5 separate regions of the Sus scrofa genome follow, and all the other regions are linked to region 1. A link is a contact called in public HiChIP or PLAC-seq data. All regions are on one chromosome and are shown on one strand. The core of a region is the stretch at or near the end of the contact, and the rest is flanking DNA. Distances in the headings are between cores, read along the strand shown.

What was found. HiChIP or PLAC-seq counts read pairs in DNA pulled down with a chosen protein or histone mark.
Region 2: a contact with region 1 is called in an H3K27ac HiChIP or PLAC-seq map of alveolar macrophages. The contact joins two enhancer-like sites. A contact is called at or near these places in 1 of 47 Hi-C or Micro-C datasets (embryonic fibroblasts) and 1 of 2 datasets of contacts at active chromatin or transcription factors (alveolar macrophages).
Region 3: an H3K27ac HiChIP or PLAC-seq map of alveolar macrophages shows a contact between it and region 1. The contact joins two enhancer-like sites. A contact is called at or near these places in 2 of 2 datasets of contacts at active chromatin or transcription factors (alveolar macrophages and skeletal muscle).
Region 4: an H3K27ac HiChIP or PLAC-seq map of alveolar macrophages shows a contact between it and region 1. The contact joins two enhancer-like sites. A contact is called at or near these places in 2 of 2 datasets of contacts at active chromatin or transcription factors (alveolar macrophages and skeletal muscle).
Region 5: an H3K27ac HiChIP or PLAC-seq map of alveolar macrophages shows a contact between it and region 1. The contact joins two enhancer-like sites. A contact is called at or near these places in 2 of 2 datasets of contacts at active chromatin or transcription factors (alveolar macrophages and skeletal muscle).

Annotation. Positions count from the first base shown.
Region 1 is chr13:126,361,149-126,364,325 of Sscrofa11.1, forward strand. The region is part of intron 8 of LPP (lipoma-preferred partner); the gene reads left to right. Among named protein-coding and RNA genes, the nearest start is that of MIR28, 81 kb to the left of the region's middle. Within about 2 kb of position 1,808, at least 3 of the 83 cell types and tissues checked have an H3K27ac peak or open chromatin away from gene starts, as enhancers often do. A contact at or near this core is called in alveolar macrophages, where this site is marked.
Region 2 is chr13:125,760,224-125,763,564 of Sscrofa11.1, forward strand. No RefSeq gene overlaps it. Among named protein-coding and RNA genes, the nearest start is that of LPP, 20 kb to the right of the region's middle. Within about 2 kb of position 1,483, at least 9 of the 83 cell types and tissues checked have an H3K27ac peak or open chromatin away from gene starts, as enhancers often do. A contact at or near this core is called in alveolar macrophages, where this site is marked.
Region 3 is chr13:125,806,920-125,810,507 of Sscrofa11.1, forward strand. The region is part of intron 1 of LPP (lipoma-preferred partner); the gene reads left to right. Among named protein-coding and RNA genes, the nearest start is that of LPP, 26 kb to the left of the region's middle. Within about 2 kb of position 2,007, at least 15 of the 83 cell types and tissues checked have an H3K27ac peak or open chromatin away from gene starts, as enhancers often do. A contact at or near this core is called in alveolar macrophages, where this site is marked.
Region 4 is chr13:125,492,927-125,496,465 of Sscrofa11.1, forward strand. No RefSeq gene overlaps it. Among named protein-coding and RNA genes, the nearest start is that of BCL6, 100 kb to the left of the region's middle. Within about 2 kb of position 1,860, at least 10 of the 83 cell types and tissues checked have an H3K27ac peak or open chromatin away from gene starts, as enhancers often do. A contact at or near this core is called in alveolar macrophages, where this site is marked.
Region 5 is chr13:125,618,274-125,621,478 of Sscrofa11.1, forward strand. No RefSeq gene overlaps it. Among named protein-coding and RNA genes, the nearest start is that of LPP, 160 kb to the right of the region's middle. Within about 2 kb of position 1,293, at least 17 of the 83 cell types and tissues checked have an H3K27ac peak or open chromatin away from gene starts, as enhancers often do. A contact at or near this core is called in alveolar macrophages, where this site is marked.

The sequences.
Region 1 (3,177 bases), core at 558-3,057:
GTCCTCAGATGGATGTTTTAGCATTTTAATTTCTTCTGAACTTTTATAAGTCCAATAAGCTGCCGCACTAAAAATGTAAAGGGTTTTCTTGTGCGGAGGTTGGGGAAGCGGGAAGAATAAAATGAAACATTTGTTTTGAAGATAGAGTTTGTATTGAGAAGAACCCTAGGGCTGTGTGTATCTCCCTTTGAACCAGAGCCCTTAGAAAAGGAAGCACCTGCAATGTCATCCAGTCAAATTACCTCCTGTTCCATTAGTGGAAACAATATGTCTGAAGAGATCCCTTTCAAAGCAGAGAAAACCTAAGCCCTGGGCCTCAGTCTGTGCCTTTTTTATTATTATTAATGGAATCAGAATATTGAAGATAGCGTCTTAGTTAATTATTTCTGTGTAAGGACCATCCTGTTTGATGCTCTGAGTTCGGAAAGGAGACGAGTCTAACATAAATTTAATTTATTCTTGCCCCAATTGGTTATTGATCAACTGAAGATCATATTTAAATTAAACATTTAAGTAATTTGGAGAGAAAATATACCAGTTATGGCTTTATCTTTGATTCAGTGATTATTCAGATTTACCTATATCCTCTTGAATCCTTAATCCTTACATGTACATAGGATTAAACAAATTTGATTCAGTAAGGCATTGTGTTTCACTTTAATCATTTTGTACATGCTTTCTTTTGTATTTTCTATTGATTGACAATATAAATATATGTATATATATATATATATATATAGCTTTTCATTGTTAATAATTTCCATTTTTAGCTTTTCATATGTTTAGTTTACACACTACTTTTTAAAACCATTTGCTACTGGACAGATAATGGATATTTTCCAATCTTTTAGTATTATAAAAAACATGCCTATAAATAACTGAGTAAAATTTTATTTAATTTTATTTTGAATTGCTTTCTTAGCATAAATTCTGTGATTTATATTACCAAATTTATGGCAATTTGAAGAGCTTTTACTAGATTTCTTTAAAAAGATATTTTCACTTTAGAGAACCATCAACAATAATGAGACCAAATGTTAAACTATAACCTGTCCACTATTGAAGAGGTTTATTTACATTTATTTTGAACCAACTGAATAGGTGCATTATATAATAGTTTTTAATTTGGGTTTCTGTAATTAGCAAAATCATTAAGATGCTTTTTTTCTTTGGTGATACATCTCTTAAAAGCTTAGTTTTGATTATTCTTATGGATTTGTTTAAATAAACATATTAAAATTAGAGCACTAAGCTTCCTTGGGAAGAAAAGTGATATAAATAGCATACCTTGGTCCTAGTCTTTGCTTTCCTGGTATGATGTGAAATAAATCATTTAATCTGTGAGTACCAGTATCCTCATTTATTAAAGGGAAATATTAACTTCTAACCATTCTTCAAAGAGAAGGAGTGAACAGGAGTAATATTTTCTACATGATGAAGAAATCATTTACTAATACAAGGGCTTAATCTGATTAATAACATTTTCATTGCTTTTTTTTCTTTGGCTTAATCTGATGGAATTTAGAAATCCTCTAAGTTTGGGGTAATTTCATAGCTGCAGTTGCTATGGAAATCCTGCAATAAATAGATGTCATAGAAGGAATATGAGGACATATATGAGAAGAGGTTAATGTTTTTCTTAAGATTTTTGTGTTGGTATGGGAAGCAACCATACTTCCCACTGCCCTCAATGAGACAGGCTTCTAAGTACAGATTTACAAAAGAATTGCTGTGTTCTCAGCATTGCCAAAGAGTCTGGGCCTAGAGACACAGTGCATCAGAGATGCTCAGCAAGTCTGTTTATGAGATGGCAGCCAAGGATCTTCCCCTAAACCAGGGCTCTTACTCAGAGTGGATGGAATCCAGCTCCTGACTCTCTGGTAGTGGAAGTTGGTACAGGCATTTTTATTACAGTTACAATCCAAGTGATTAAAAGACTTAAGGAAATAGGAGGCCAACTTCACATGAGACTAAACACTTAAAAGTTCCTGAATTTGCGCATTAGTGGCTCACACACTAACAGCTTTTTTTCTCCCTGTGTCACTAAATGGCTACAGTTAAAACATTCTAACTTTTCAACCTACTTTAAGAGGTAGGTTTTGTACCTTTGCAGGAAGGTTGTCTTTTATATGCTCAATTCCACCTAATAAAATGTTTTAAAAGCAGTTATGGCTAGTGCTTTATGTGGGTATTAGCAACGGACCTGAGAGTTTAGACTAAACTTGAGAAATTCAGGTGAACTTCTCTCCTCTTTCCTTAATTACATACCCCTCCTGCTCTCTCATCCCCAAGTAGTGGGTCTCTCTCTCTCTCTCTCTCTCCCTCTCTCTCTCTCTTTCCCACATACCACCCATCCACTCACACACGCACACACGCGCTTTCTTCTTAATGTTAATTACATCATCCTCCTATAAGCACTCTCCCAGGAAAGAGAAAAATGGTTCAAGAGAGAGGAAAATTTGTCAAGTATGCTCTTGAGAGATTTAACCATTCTAACTACTACGAATAGTTTTCTCCTCCATTTGTACAGCCCCTTATATTTCACAGTGCTCCTGCGCCTCTTTTACTGCACCTTACGCATTAGAACCTTGTGAAACAGACAGAGGGGAGATTATTGGTCCCATTTATAGTGGCTTTGATATTTTCAAAGAAAAAGACAAAACGAAGCCTAAGGAACAGATCTTTTCACTTGCATTTTATTACTAGATCCATTCTGCTGCCCTGAAACTACAGTTCAGCTTCCTAAAAATGTGCGGATATTGACAGCCCCCTGGGATTATATAGCCTTTGAGTCCCACAGTTTTAATTGATGACCACATGAATCATGGCTTCCAGTATTACAGAGCCTAAAATGCTAAACTTCTGCCAACTTAAAACCACAGCCCCTGCCTTTCCATGAGCATTTACTTGTTGCTCTCCCCGAAATGTCTCAGGTTTTAAGACAAAAGCCCATTTTTATGGTTAAAAATAATCACAGCAATAACTAATGTTTCTTTAGTGCCTTAATTTTTACACAGCACTTTTTGTTTATCTCAGGTCACTTTCTCAAAATCTTAGAATATAGGTACAATTATTATTGCCTTTACTTCCAATAGTAATAACTTGGGTTTTAGAAAAAAATCAGCTTGCTCAGTCCCACAGAGCATGAGTGTCAGATCCAGGACTTGATCCCGGTCT
Region 2 (3,341 bases), core at 233-2,732, 600 kb before region 1:
TAAGTGTCATTGCACTCATTTGTAGGGACTGAATCCTTCCTTCAAAATATATCTTAATTGGGTCTTCCCTATTTAAACATTGTTAAAAGGGAAGGTTGGAGTGACGGCCCCCAGGTCATTTCTAAGTCTGTGATACCAAGTTTGAAAACCCCTGAATTTATGACTCTAGTCAGCACTAAAGAATCTTTTTATTACAAACCACAAAAGATGCTGAAAGTAGTTGGTAAACTATGAACTGGACTCAAAATGTAAAAATCATTATGAATTATTTTGAAAAGCCAAGTCTTTGTAAATCCTGAGTATGTAGTTACTTCATCCTCACAAAAAGCCAGCGCCTCTGCAGTTAAAAATCTGTTCCTCAGAACCATCCGTTACATTATTTTTCTCTGTGGTGAGCTTGTGCCCACAGTCTAAAATGGACACTTTCATTTCAGACCCATTTTATTTTATTTTATTTTATTTCCATTTTTAATTTTTTACTTTTTAGAGCCACACCTGTGGCATATGGAAGTTCCCAGGCTAGGGTTACGCCACAGCCACAGCGACGCCAGATCCCAGCCACCTCTGTGACCTACACTGCAGCTTGTGGCAATGCATGATCCTTAACCCACTGAGTGAGGTCAAGGATGGAACCTGCATCCTCATGGATGCTAGTCAGGTTCATAATCTGCTGAGCCACAATGGGAACTCTTCAGACCCATTTTGAAAGGCCCAGAGAGCTTGTCAACAGTCCAGATATCTTCACTAAAATAAGGGCTACTATTTCTTTCAGTGTTATGCATTATACGTATCCTTTAGTCTATGCTATGTAATAAGCCCGTTCAAAACCTTAGTGACCTCAAACAGTCATTAGCTCACAATTCTCGTGGTCAGTGATTCGGGCTGGGTTTAGCTGTGTGGTCATTCTGATGACCTTGCCTGGATACACTCATGCAATTCCAGTCAATTGGCAAGTCTGCTTGGAGCTGATTGCTGCTGGCTTATAGCAAGGCTGTGTGCCTGCATTGTTTAGCAGGTTAGCTCAGGCTTTTTCACATAGAGTTGAGTTTTATACAAAGAGAGAGAGGGCAAAAGCAGAAGCTGTGAGGTTTCCCAAGGCCTAGACTCAGAAGTTGCAAAACATTGGAGTTCCTGTTGTGGCTCAGTGGTTAACAAATCTGACTAGGAACCATGAGGTCATGGGTTCGATCCCCGGCCATGCTCAGTGGGTTAACAATCCAGCATTGCTGTGAGCTATGGTGTAGACTGCAGACGCAGCTCGGATCCCGCATTGCTATGGCTATGGCATAGGCCGGTGGCTACAGCTCCAATTAGACCTCTAGCCTGGGAACCTCCATATGCCGAGGGAGCGGTCTTAGAAAAGGCAAAAAGACAAAAAAAAAAAAAAAAAAAAAAAGAAGTTGCAAAATATATGGCTGCTGTATTCTTGTATCAGTCAAAGTCATGAGGCCAGCTAGATTCAAAGGGTGACTAAGTAAATTCCTCTTCTTTGTGGGAGGAAGAGCAAAGTAACATTGTAAAGAGACTATTGTAGCTCTCTTTGCAAACACAGTACACCTCTAACCAATGTCAGTTTTTGCTTAGAGATACTACAATTGATTTTCTTACTCCTTGATATTTCAACAAGGTCTAACATATGATAAATGCAGTTTGGGATCCAAAATACATACAAGTTGTAGAGAGAGTGAAAATAAATCAGAATTCTTCAGTCATCGGTGCTACTGTAAAGCCTAATCTCCTGCCCACAGTGTCTTGAGGTCTGGCCTGTGCATCTGCTTGCCTCATTAACCTGAGGCTTCTCTTAGGATTGCAGTTTGTCACATGTTACTGGGAAATGACCCATGAAATTTCCTCTGCTGGAGGTCTCTTAACCCATGCATGGTAGAGCCAATGAAGTCTTTAGAAATGTCCTGTGCTTGCTCCTTGCTAGCAACAATTATCTGTCCATAAATGAAATTTGCCTCAGAGAGAAGTGGTCAAATTTATAAAAACATAAAAATGGGGAGTTCCTGTTGTGTCTCAGCAGAAACGAATCATAATTACCCCTCAGACTCTGGTTCAATGGATCTAGAGTAGGTATTCACAGAGTAGTAGAGAATATAAGGTATGAACAGGAAGGAAAATGTAATAAAATTGCTTTTAATATAATAAAAATGTGATAGAAGAGGTATAGCAAAAGCACTGTAGGTATTCAAAAAAAGGAAGATATTTTTAGCTGGAGAGGGAGAAATCTAGAAAGACTTTCTAGAGAAAGAAAACTTTGACTTGAACTTGAGCAGTTGAGATATATTACAGATGTACTGAGGGATCACCTATGGTTGAATGAAGAAAATAGAATGTCTCTATCTCTGGGGATGCAGCAGTGCTGATGATTGGTCTCTGGCCTGTGTTGGCCACAGCAAAGTGTTAGAAGGAGACCTCTCTTGACACCTTTTTTTTTTTTTTTTTTTTTTTTTTTTGCTTTTTTGGGCTTCACCTACAATATGGAAGCTCCTAGACTAGGTGTTGAATTGGAGTTGGAGTTGCAGCTACTGACCTACACCATAGCCACATAGCTGCAGCAATAGCAATGCAGGATCCAAGCCATGTCAGTGACATACACCACAGCTTATGGCAAGGCTGGATCCTTAACCCACTGAGCCAGGCCAGGGATGGAACCCACATCCTCATGGATACTGGTTGGATTCGTAACCTGCTGAGTCACAACAGAAACTCCTTTTGATATTTCTTATCTGCCACATATTTGAATGTCAACTCAAAGTCATTGATATGAATTCCAGAAGACATGACACATACATACATGGAAACCATCCCTAAACCATAAAATTGGAAATAAATGCTAGCTGTTTGTGTTCTAGTAGATTATGCGTTTCATATCATCCAGTTTACACAGCATAACTATGGCCCTAACAGATTATCAATAAAATTCACATGGAATGAATTAAAAATTGGTCACTTAATTGGATCTGGGGCTACACATTGCGAAGACTGACTTGCCTGACTCAGAACTAGAGTGCAAGAAAACTTCATTGTTGATGGTTTGTCATGATGATGATGGAGTTTCTCAGAGGCTAGGACTGCTGAGTCATGGGGGCTCATACACTGACAGTAAGGCAAAAGGTTATTTGGGGACAGCTGTAGCTGCAGAAGGTGTGTCTCCACTTGAGAAGGCAAACAATCAGAGGTGAAGCCTTTAGCTCTAGGTTGCTCTGGAAAAAATAAGGAATACTATAGCAGAAACTAGGTGATGTGCAAATCAAGAAAGATTCAGACTGCGCATTCTTGTAAATATTAAGCATTATTAATAGTTACAGTACTTTGACATTATAGTATTCAGAACA
Region 3 (3,588 bases), core at 757-3,256, 550 kb before region 1:
AGGTGGAAATCTGTAAACCAGGTGCAAGTTTTGGTTGACGTAGAATAAATCTTACTCAGGAGGAAGCCAGTAGAAGGAGATGCGTGGCCTGAGGCTTGGTGTTGGAAGGGGCATCAGGCCTGGGGGTAGTCCAGTAATGGTGGACTCTGCTGGTCAGCCCAGAAAGGGGACTGCTTGCAACTCAGAAGAGATGTCTTCCTCTCATATCAGGGACTGCGCCTGTAGAGCCACCAGTATAGGAAGGGAGGCCTGGTTGAAGTGATGTGGGCGCCGGCACTGGAGCATGGCTGGAGAATCTGGCTGGAGTGATGGCATCTGCTTTGGACTAGGGCTTTGAGGTGCATTCACGGTTCTGCACTGTGGACCAACACATGAGGGTGAAAGACATTGCAGTGATTAGAACCTAGGATTGACCTAGGCACAAGAGATTAGATTAGAAAGGTACTGAATATGATTGCTTTATGATATGTATCTCTCACAGTTGGTTCAGGAGCTGGGAGAGGCCTGGCTAGAGGTTGGGGTGGTCCAGGGGAAGATAAAGTCTCCTAGAAGCCTCAGTTTCCTTATCTGTAAAATGGGAGTAGCAGTGGTGATTATGTTGATGTCCCCCATTCTTTCTGGATTAAGGGTGAAAGTACTTGTCTGTGGGAAGGTGCTTCATGGTTACAAAATACTGGAGAAGAGCATGGTGTTCATGCTATAGGAGAGTACCAAAGAGCTGTAGAAGCATGAGAGATGGGGAGATGAAGCAGCCACAGGACTCTGAAAAGTCATCCCAGGGAGAAGACAGGGATGCTGAGATGGTGGGACCTATGTGATGACTGTGTAGGGTTTAGGAGTCCACAAAAACATTGCCTGGGCTGATCCAGAGCACAATCTTCCCTTCTTCTCCATGGAGCTTTTGGCATGGGTGGGCCCAGGGGCTCTGTTTGGGTGGCCACTGTAGCACCCTTGATTCACATGGGTGAGAAGAGTTAGGCTCTTGCGGCCTAACTAGGAGGGAGTGTTGGAGGAGGATGGTGCTTCTGGGATGTCCAGGCTGTCTGGGTGCTTTACAGCCAATCTGTGTTTGGATCAGGTTCCCCTCATGCTATACCCCAGTTAGGCTGCCCCGCCCCATGTCTTCTTTTCTCCACACATCTTGATTGGTCCCCCTCTTCTCTGCTGCCTTGGGACTACTCCAAGCAACCAGGCCGCTTGCTGCCTACTACTTTATTTTCCAAGGTCTCTGAATCTCCCTTTCTTCAGATCTTCACTCAGAGCAGTATGGTATCATTTTCCCAATGTTTGTCTTCTGCCCACTGCATCAAACTTTTCTTCCTTGGTTGGAATTAAATCCTGAGTGATCACTTACCTCTTTGCTTCCCTCAACTGTGGGTCTCACTGATGGTGAGTCAGAGCGAGAATCCATCAGGCGTTTTCTTGGTGCAAAAGGAGAGTCATAGCCGACTTATGGAGTTGACTCTGTGTCCGTTGTCTGCCATTCTCAGAACAGGGCGGGGAAGGTGAATAAAGTACCCTTTCGGCCGTCTGGGGCCTTGTGGTCAACACAGGAAACAGACATGCAAACCAGATTGAGGCATGGGTGAAGCAGTGCCGTGTCGCTGGGTGTGTGTATAAGCAGAGGAAGCATCCTGGCAGCAGGGTGATGGAGAGAGCCTGTCAGGTTTCCACAGTGATGGCCCTGTGGACATGGAGACATGTTTGGCCATCAAGAAAGAAAAAGACGTTTTGAGAACGTTGATGTGGGCCCTGTAGAGCCAATCCTCCACATTCCCTGTTGATCGTTGAAGCCTGCTCACCCCCAGGGCTTTTGAATTTGGTTGGAAGGCTGTGCTGAATCTTCCTCAGTGACCCTCTTTTGCCTTCCCTTCATCTCTGGCTCATCCTTGAACCTCTGACAGATGGCCCTCCACGTAGCCCTGTGAGCTCCTCCCTGGCTCCTACCCCAGCCCTGCAGCACATTTCCTGTTTCGGGCCTCAGGGCCCCTGGAGGCCTGGCAGTCTGGCCAAACCTGTCTCTCTCCCCTGGTTTCCCTTGTGATTCTGGAGCCCTTGTCCTTCTAGAGTGCCTGTATCTGCTACACATTTGTTTGCCCAACTCATGCTCTGCACTTCTAGATTCCTCCCCTGCTCAGATTTCCATTTAAAGCCACTGTGAACAGGTCTGAGTGTCCACTGCCAGCACCATTCCCGGTTTACTGGAACCCCATTTCTCTTCCTGCTGGGAAGCCACCCTTGACTGCAACTTGAGCAGGGCCTCTCTGCAGCCTTTTTTTTTCCTCCAAGAGCATGACCTCTGGCTGGAGAAGGGATCATCTGGCCCTGTCTTAGCTCATCCTCCATGTGTGAGGCTTTTTTCCTCTAACTCCTCGTCCACTCAACCTCCTGCCTTAGGTCTACTGAACAGAATGGCACCTGCAGGCCTGTTCTTTTTCCTGGCATCTGTGCCTAACACTCAGAAGTAACTTGTGAAAAAACAGGGATGCTTCGTTGGGTCTACTTTTAGAAGGACGTCAGAATGGCCTCTGGCAATGCCTGGGGGCGGTAAGAAAGTGTTGGTTTGATTTTCCAGTTAATTTTATTTCTAGGCATAAATACATGCATGGCCTTGTTCGGAGAAAACGAATCGTTTTGTGAGTGGAACTGAGTGGAAGACCCTTACCTACCAGTTTTCTTCCTGCTCTGCTTGAGCTTCTGCGATTCCCGGCTCTGCTTCAGGGCAAGCATTTCTCCAGCTTCCCTGGGGGCTTCCTGCCCTCTCACTCACCATCTCCCCTGGCCTTTGGGTAAAATCTTTCCCTGGGCACACCTCCACCCTGCCATCATCTGACCTTGCCTTGGTTCTAGGAATGTCTCCTGCCACCCCCTGCCTGCCTCACTCTCTGCTTCAGCTAATGAGAGTGTTACTGGTCACACTGTCTCGCACGCCTGTATGTCTTCACATGTGCTTTCTTCTTGGCCCTGGGCCCTTTGTTTCTATCTGGTGAACACCTGCTCATCCCTCAAAATGTAGCACAGATGTCTCCTCCTCTCCAACCTCCTCTCAATCCCTCAGGAAGAACTGAAAGCAAAAAACAAATGCAAATTTTCTAAGTATTGCTCTCAGAGTAGTACATACTCATAATAAAATATTTCAAATATACAGAACCAAATAAAGAAGGAAATGAGACTCACCTGTAAATCCACAATTTAGATACAAACACTGTTTGTTTCTAATATTCTTGAGTAATTCATTACATTTTTGTGCATTTGCGTTCTTCTGACATGTTGTCTTACAGTATATACAGTTTTGTGTACTACCCTTTCACCAAAAAATAAAGCATGAACATGGCATTAGGAATTCCTAATATATGTTATTTTTGATGACTGGATATTATTCCATCATAAGAATATGCTGTAATTTTTAATTTTTTTTGATAGCTGACATTTGAGTTTCTAGTTTTTCATCATTGTAAATAGCACTGTGATGAACATCCTTTTTATCAATTCTTTATCTACACCTCCGATTATTTTCCAAGATAGATTAGTGAGACATCAGATTGCTTGCTCAAGGTACAAAAACTTTTTTTTACTGTTAATTTCAAA
Region 4 (3,539 bases), core at 610-3,109, 870 kb before region 1:
GCTATGAAGTATTAAATGTGGTCCCTTATCTAAAGAGGTCACAGCATGCTTGGGCATTTGAGAGATGTCCACACATAATAGCAACCTATGGAACAGTGAAGTACTACATGGTATGTACAAACAAGCTGCTTTGGAAACTTGAGCAGGGAGCAACTTCTGCTCCCCACTAGTAGGAAGAGGGAGAGGGTTCAGGGTAGGCTTTGCCTGTTCCAACTAGTAAAATTAAATTAAAATACACATAAAGGGTTAGCATGTGTGGGTTTTGGCTCCCTGGGTTTGGTTCCTGCTTTCCCCATTTCTTAGCTTTGTGGCTTTGGGCAGTTCTCTATTCCTCAGCTTTCTCATACTAGTACCTGTCTCCTGGAATTTTTGTGAAGATTAAGTGAGATAATGCAGTGTCTGACATGTAGTAAGTCAGTAAATGTGAGTTGATATTATTATTTCCCACAGAAGGTGGAGGCTAAGGTGAGCCTCTGTGGACGAGTAAAATTTCAAAAGATCACAGTGGAAAGCAAGGATGTTCCAAGCAGGGGGAACATTTGGAGCAAAGGCTCATGGGAAGAAAGTTTTCAGAGAAAGATGTCCAGCCCTTTGTGTTTGTACAGGGCAGTATGTGGGTGACCATGGGAATGTGTGGGGTTAGCAACAGTTGGAGATATGGCTGAAGAAGTAGGTCACCAGTCTTGGAAGGCTAAGGACTCTCATTTGGGTAGATAAAGGTTCCCAAAGAGGAGTGCATGCTCCCAGGAGGGTGTGCAAATCAAACTGGGATCTTCATTTATATTTAGTTTTATTTACATAAAAGAAGGTAAAGTTCCTATTATTGCCTACATAGATGGACTAGGGGACCCATGTTGGATCCCAAGGAAAATGAGTCCATCTCCAGCTAAGGTTATTCTGAGGGAGGGGTAGTGATGCTCAGCCCCTAGAGGGTCCATGAGCTCCCCATACTTCCATTCTCCTTCAGCTACTTTCTTGGATTTATGGAAGATTTACCTCGATTTTATGAAATAAATTCTCACTAAATGGACAAGTGCTTTTATAAGATTCCTGCACAGAACTCATGGAGTGAGAATAATTCTTGTAACAATTACAAGCCAACAACAAAACAATGATAGAGCTGATGTTTTCTCCTCTTCTTGGCTTCCCACTGGCTACATTTCAGGGGTTAAAGCCAATGATGATCTAATCACATATAACAAGCAGTAGGCAAAAAGAAAAAAAAAACTCAAAATTCTCAGAAAGAATGCTTGAAATATGGGTTTACACTCCTGTGATTAATGATAAACCCCTCGTAGAGTGTTGATTACGTCTTGGGATGATAGAAAAGATAATATGATGTTATAGGATTAGCAGGACTTTTAAAGTATTTTTTATTCCACATTTATCTCCTTTATAATTTATATTTTTCATTTATTTTTATAATGTGCATAATACACTGGCATGGTTTGACACACATGCAGACACACGTATTATGAATCCATTTGAGCACACAAATTATAAATCTTTTAATGGGTGGGGCTCCATACTCAGAAAGTTTGGAGACTGCTGATTAGGACTGTGAAAAACCATTATTGGAGGTTCTTAGTGTGAGACAAGATCAGAGCTGTGATTGAGGTGATAAACTTGATCACATTTTCTCAAGGGAAAAAAAAAAATCTTGCACAGGCAATCAGGGAGACAGAGTCTGAAGGAGAGTCATTAAACTTGGCTCTTCCTCTTTCAGAGATGTTCTCTCTTCCTTACTAAGGTAAACTTCCTCTACCCGCCAGCAGGAGCTCTGTAGGACATGTTCCCAGAGCCAGGCTTTCTCTGGCTGCCTGCACAGGAAGAAGACTGCCTAGAACACCCTTCAGCTAATTTCCTCTCTTCCACAGTTCTCGCTTTCTGAGAAGCCAATCCTAAGGCAATCCTCAGCATTGACTCAGAGCAGAAGTGACTGAGATTTTTGTTGTGACATGGAGCTCCAGCCTTTCCTACCTAAAGGTAGAATATCAGAATGGCCATCAGCAGGGGCTCTGGAGTTGAACTACCTATGTATGGCTAGTCCTATCGGATATTCCTGGACTCACCTTGGCCAGCCACTTGCTCTCTTTACACCACAGTTTCCTCATCTGTAAGTTGAGGTTAACCATCACACCTGGGTGGCAGTGGTGAGGAGTAAATAAAACAATGAATGTAAAAGACAGTGTATGATTTTTGGCATAGAATAAATTCCCAAGGAATGTGCATTCTTCTCATTACAAAGGAATGAATTGGAGCATGGTCTGAAGGGCCTCAGGGAAGAAACAAGGAAGGAGGCTTCCAGGAATACAGATCCTTTGATATCCTTAAAGCAATATCCAAACAAAAGTATAAATCTCTATGGAAGCTAGCATATTCAAGGCTGCCAGTTGTGTTGCGGTGGGGGGACGGAGGGGAGGTTGCTAAGATAGTTGCCTCTGAGTCACCCTCTCTCCTTGACTCATCTGTCACCTATGTCATCTCTGGCCATTGCCACAGTTTCTTGTGAGAAATTATGAAATAAATGGCCTGTTCAGTAATGCCTGGGTGACTAGGTGAACCCTGGGCATATGGCCAACTCTCTTTAAATATCCTTCGGTTTAGTGGACTCTACATAATTTAATTTCCTTAAAGGAAAAAAAATGCTAATAATCATGCTCAGGAGGACTTACAGATGCAAAATTAACATTCTGAGGCCTTACAGAGTAAGATTTGCCCGAAGGAAAAAGATGTGGTAGGTGGCAAGAGTGAATCCTGCTCATTCATAGACAGGTCCTTCTGTTTCCAGATGTAAGGAAGATCCTGGTGGGCAAGGGAAGGTAGTCATGGTAATAGTTAAGTCATCACCCCAATAACTTTGCTCATTTATACCAGGATGGAGAATTTCCAAAGTGCTTTCCTATGTGATGATGATGATGGTGATGATGACGGTAAATTCTTTTACTTGCCCCTTTATCACCTTTCTCCTTCAACCTCCCAGCCATTCCTGTGGAAGTATTATGATCCTCATTTTGCTTGTGACAAAACTGGAGCCCAGAGACTTTGAGGAACATGATCCCAATCACTCAGCTGGGAAGCAGCAGAGTCAGGCGAAAACCCAGGTCTCGTGGTTAAAACAAGCACTCTACCCCGGCTACCTCCCCATTTTGCTCATCTGATCTTCACAAAACACTCCAGATCCCTTTGGTGTGGAGGGAGGTTTCCTTTTCTGTCAGACCTTTTTCCTTTCCCAGGCAGATCTGGCCATTGCCTGAACATAGCTCTGTCAATTTCTCTGTGTTACTGAGCATTGCACCACAGGATGATGATCTTCACATGAGTGTCTCCCCTGGGGGTTGTGATCTTCTGAAGAACCGGGATACCATCTAATTCCTCTATACGCCTGGCTCCTAGCTCAGAGCCTGTGATGGGGCAGATGCTTATTGACTAAATGGTGAAAAAATGAATGCCTCCAAATGAAATTTTTTTTGTACTCCTCTCTGCTTCCTTCTAGGCCCAGCATAGGGCCCATGATGTTATCCATCTCTTCTGAACTT
Region 5 (3,205 bases), core at 43-2,542, 740 kb before region 1:
AACATAAATACTCAAATCTTCAATAATTCTCTGTCATTAGTGGGGCTTTAAAACTTGTCTCAACCATTCAACAATGCCCCAACATCTACCAATCCATGCTATTCTCATCACCCATCTCCACAGCCCCCATACAGGGTCTGCTCATAGGTGATGCTCAGAAAAACGGAGTGATTAAATCAAAGGATCAAGCATTTCCAACAGGACATAAAGTTTCTCAAGAGCAAGATGCCTCTATTAACCACTCTGGTGCTGTGCTTCACACATGGTAAGTATTCAGCCAGGAGTTGACTTTTATGCCATACTCCCCCAGGGATGATGGAGCAATAGATGCGAAAATGTAGTGGAAGTAGTGTGAGCTTTGAAATCATTCAGATATACCTGCTTTGTGATCTTGGGAAAATGGCTTAACCTCCTGATCCTCATGTTCCCCATCTGAGGATAATACCACTGCTAAGGTGTTATTTTGAGGCCATCCTAAGGCCATTGTTACGGGAAATGGATGCCAAGGCTTTTGGCATTTGCCTGGTGCCGCAGGGGTTCCCCACCCACATTAGTTCCTTTTTTTCCTTTCCTTTCTGGGAGTCAGAGTCTGGCCAGCTTTACTTCTCCCTCAACCTCCTAGGAAGCAAACAGTGGTAAAGGAATTGGAACAGAGGCTGAGACCCATTCTCTTGTTCCAATCTGACCAGCAGATGGCAATACCCATGCCCTGTGGCTCCTACCCAAACCCTTTCCATCCTGATGGAGGGGAAGGTGACAGGAATAGGCTCATAGGATGACTCAGCTCCAGTGACTAAAGTGAGGAGGTGGTGGTGGTGGGAAGGCATGGGGGCTGGAGCGGAAATGAGTGAACCATATCTGATGAAGGATGTCTCCAAGATAAAGGGGCTTGGCCCTGGTGAGTTCCTGGCTCTGACGTGGTACAGACAGGCAGGGGCCTGAGCTCTCTCCCTTGACCCCCCTCACTTAATCTCACAGTGAGATAACTCCCTGCCAGCCCAGGGGAGCCTCCCAGGGCAGATGCTGGGGGTCTGTCTGCCCCCTGGAGGCTTTCAGCTCAAGGTCTGAGACACATCTGAACACCACTTTGGATGAACTGATTCTTAAAAAGTGTCCCATATCTCCAAAATCCATGTGTATGGGTTCTGATCCTGACAGCCTCCTGATTGCCAAACTTGGCCTCTCTCCTCGCCTGCAGACTGTTTTCTCCACCTATGCCACCCTTTTGATATCTCCAAGCCCTGCACATGCAACAAATTTAACACTGAACACTAAGTGCCCTCCCATCCACTTCTGTCATCCCTTCTCCTGGTTGGTTGGTTACCATCGACCCTATCACCCAGACTGGGCCCCTATCACTCCACTCTCCACGTCAGTTCCAGTTCCTGAATTTCTCACTCCAATTCCTCCTTGCCTTCCCCACCACAGCTGACTCTGGCTGGGCTTTTGTCATAATTTACTATGATGCTCCAGCATCTTCAAACTAGCCTCCATGCCTCCTATCTCTCTTCAGTCTTTCCCAGACTGTCTACAGAATGCTATGTCCAAACTCATTCCTAGTGTCGTTATCTCCCTGCTTAATATCCCTTAATGTGTTCCCAATCCCTATAAGACACAATTCAGGAGTTGCATGGTGGCATAGAAGCTTAAGGACCCAACATCATCCCTCCCATGGCTTGGGTCAATGCTGTGGCACAGGTTTGATCCCTGACCAGGGAACTTCTGCATGTGGCTGGAGCAGCCAAAAAGACACAGTTCAGACTCCTTAGTCTGTTGAATGAAGCCCTTCATGATCCAGGACACGCCCATTTTCTGGTTTCGCCTGCTGACCCCATCCTGCAAACTCTGATGCACAGAGACACTCCCTAGATTGGAGCCAGTCCTGAGTCCTGGCGTCACATGCACTCTTTCCACCTCTAGATCTGTGAACACGTTGTTCTTTCTATCAGGTGAGCACTTTTCTGCCTTTCACAAAATTATTTATCTTTCTAGATTCACTCAGTTTTCATCTCTGCTGGGTGGCCCTTTCAGATTCCCAGAAAGGAGTTGGCAGCTCCTTCTCTGAGCCCTCTCTCAAAACATGGTCACTCTCACTAAGCACCTGTTGGCGTGGTGAATTCTTGTTTATGTGTATCTGTCTTCACTGGACTGGGGATACATGGAGGCAAACCCTCCCAGAGAATACCTACTTAAATAGTTTTTGAATAAATGAAATGTTAAAAACAGGCATGAAGTAATAGTCAGTTTCGTCCTCTGATCCTCTGTGTTTCCATCCATAAACTAGGTATCTGATCCAGGTAACTTACAACTCTGTCAACCTCAGATTTTATACTGCATCATGCTTCCACTCAGCTCACACACCTGGCCCACTCAGCAGCAAGAGATATTGCTGAGTTATTTTTCCCAAGGAAGGAGTAGGACTGTGGGTCCACCCACACTGCAAAGTGGCTGTCGTCTCAGAAGCTCTGATTGAAGTCACAGAACTGCTCAAAGCCAATGCTCTACAGAGGGACTCAGAAACCCAGGACCTATACCACACAGGCTGGGACTCTGGTCACTTCCCCAGCAAGTCATAAGTATTGTCCACCCGTGTGGGGCTTGTCTGCAGGCACTCACATGGGTATGGCCACCAGCCTCAGGCAGGCACCAAGGGTGACACATCTGTGCAAAGGAAGCCACCCACACAGTCTCACCTCCCCCAGGTCATTCTCTGTGATCCCCGCACCTTCCGGCACCAACCCCACACTCACACACCCACAGTGCTGGGTTGTCTGCCTGAAAATCTAGAGCTCTACCCATCAGACCGTAGCATCTTTCAGGAGGTAAGACAGATGAACCCATAGGCTGGTGGCTCCCCTCCTCTGACCCCATCATCAGCTACCCCTCCCTAAACAGCTTCTGCCAGCGTGCTGGCGTGAGCAGACCCAAGTTCACCTCAAAGCTTTCTCTGAGAAAATAATTTGATCTCCCTGAGCCTCAGTTTTCTCACCTATAAAATGGCACTAATGGCCCTGACTACATTCTCTCCATAGGGATCACTAAGACGCAATGATCTAATACGTGTGAATGTGGCCCGTACACACAGGTTCAATGCAAACGTTCAGGATTTAAAAGAGTAATGGTGTTGATAGACACTACGTTCTGTTTCTAAGGAAAAGCACCTTTTCAAATAAAAAGGAACAGTTTAAATCCAAATATTTATTGA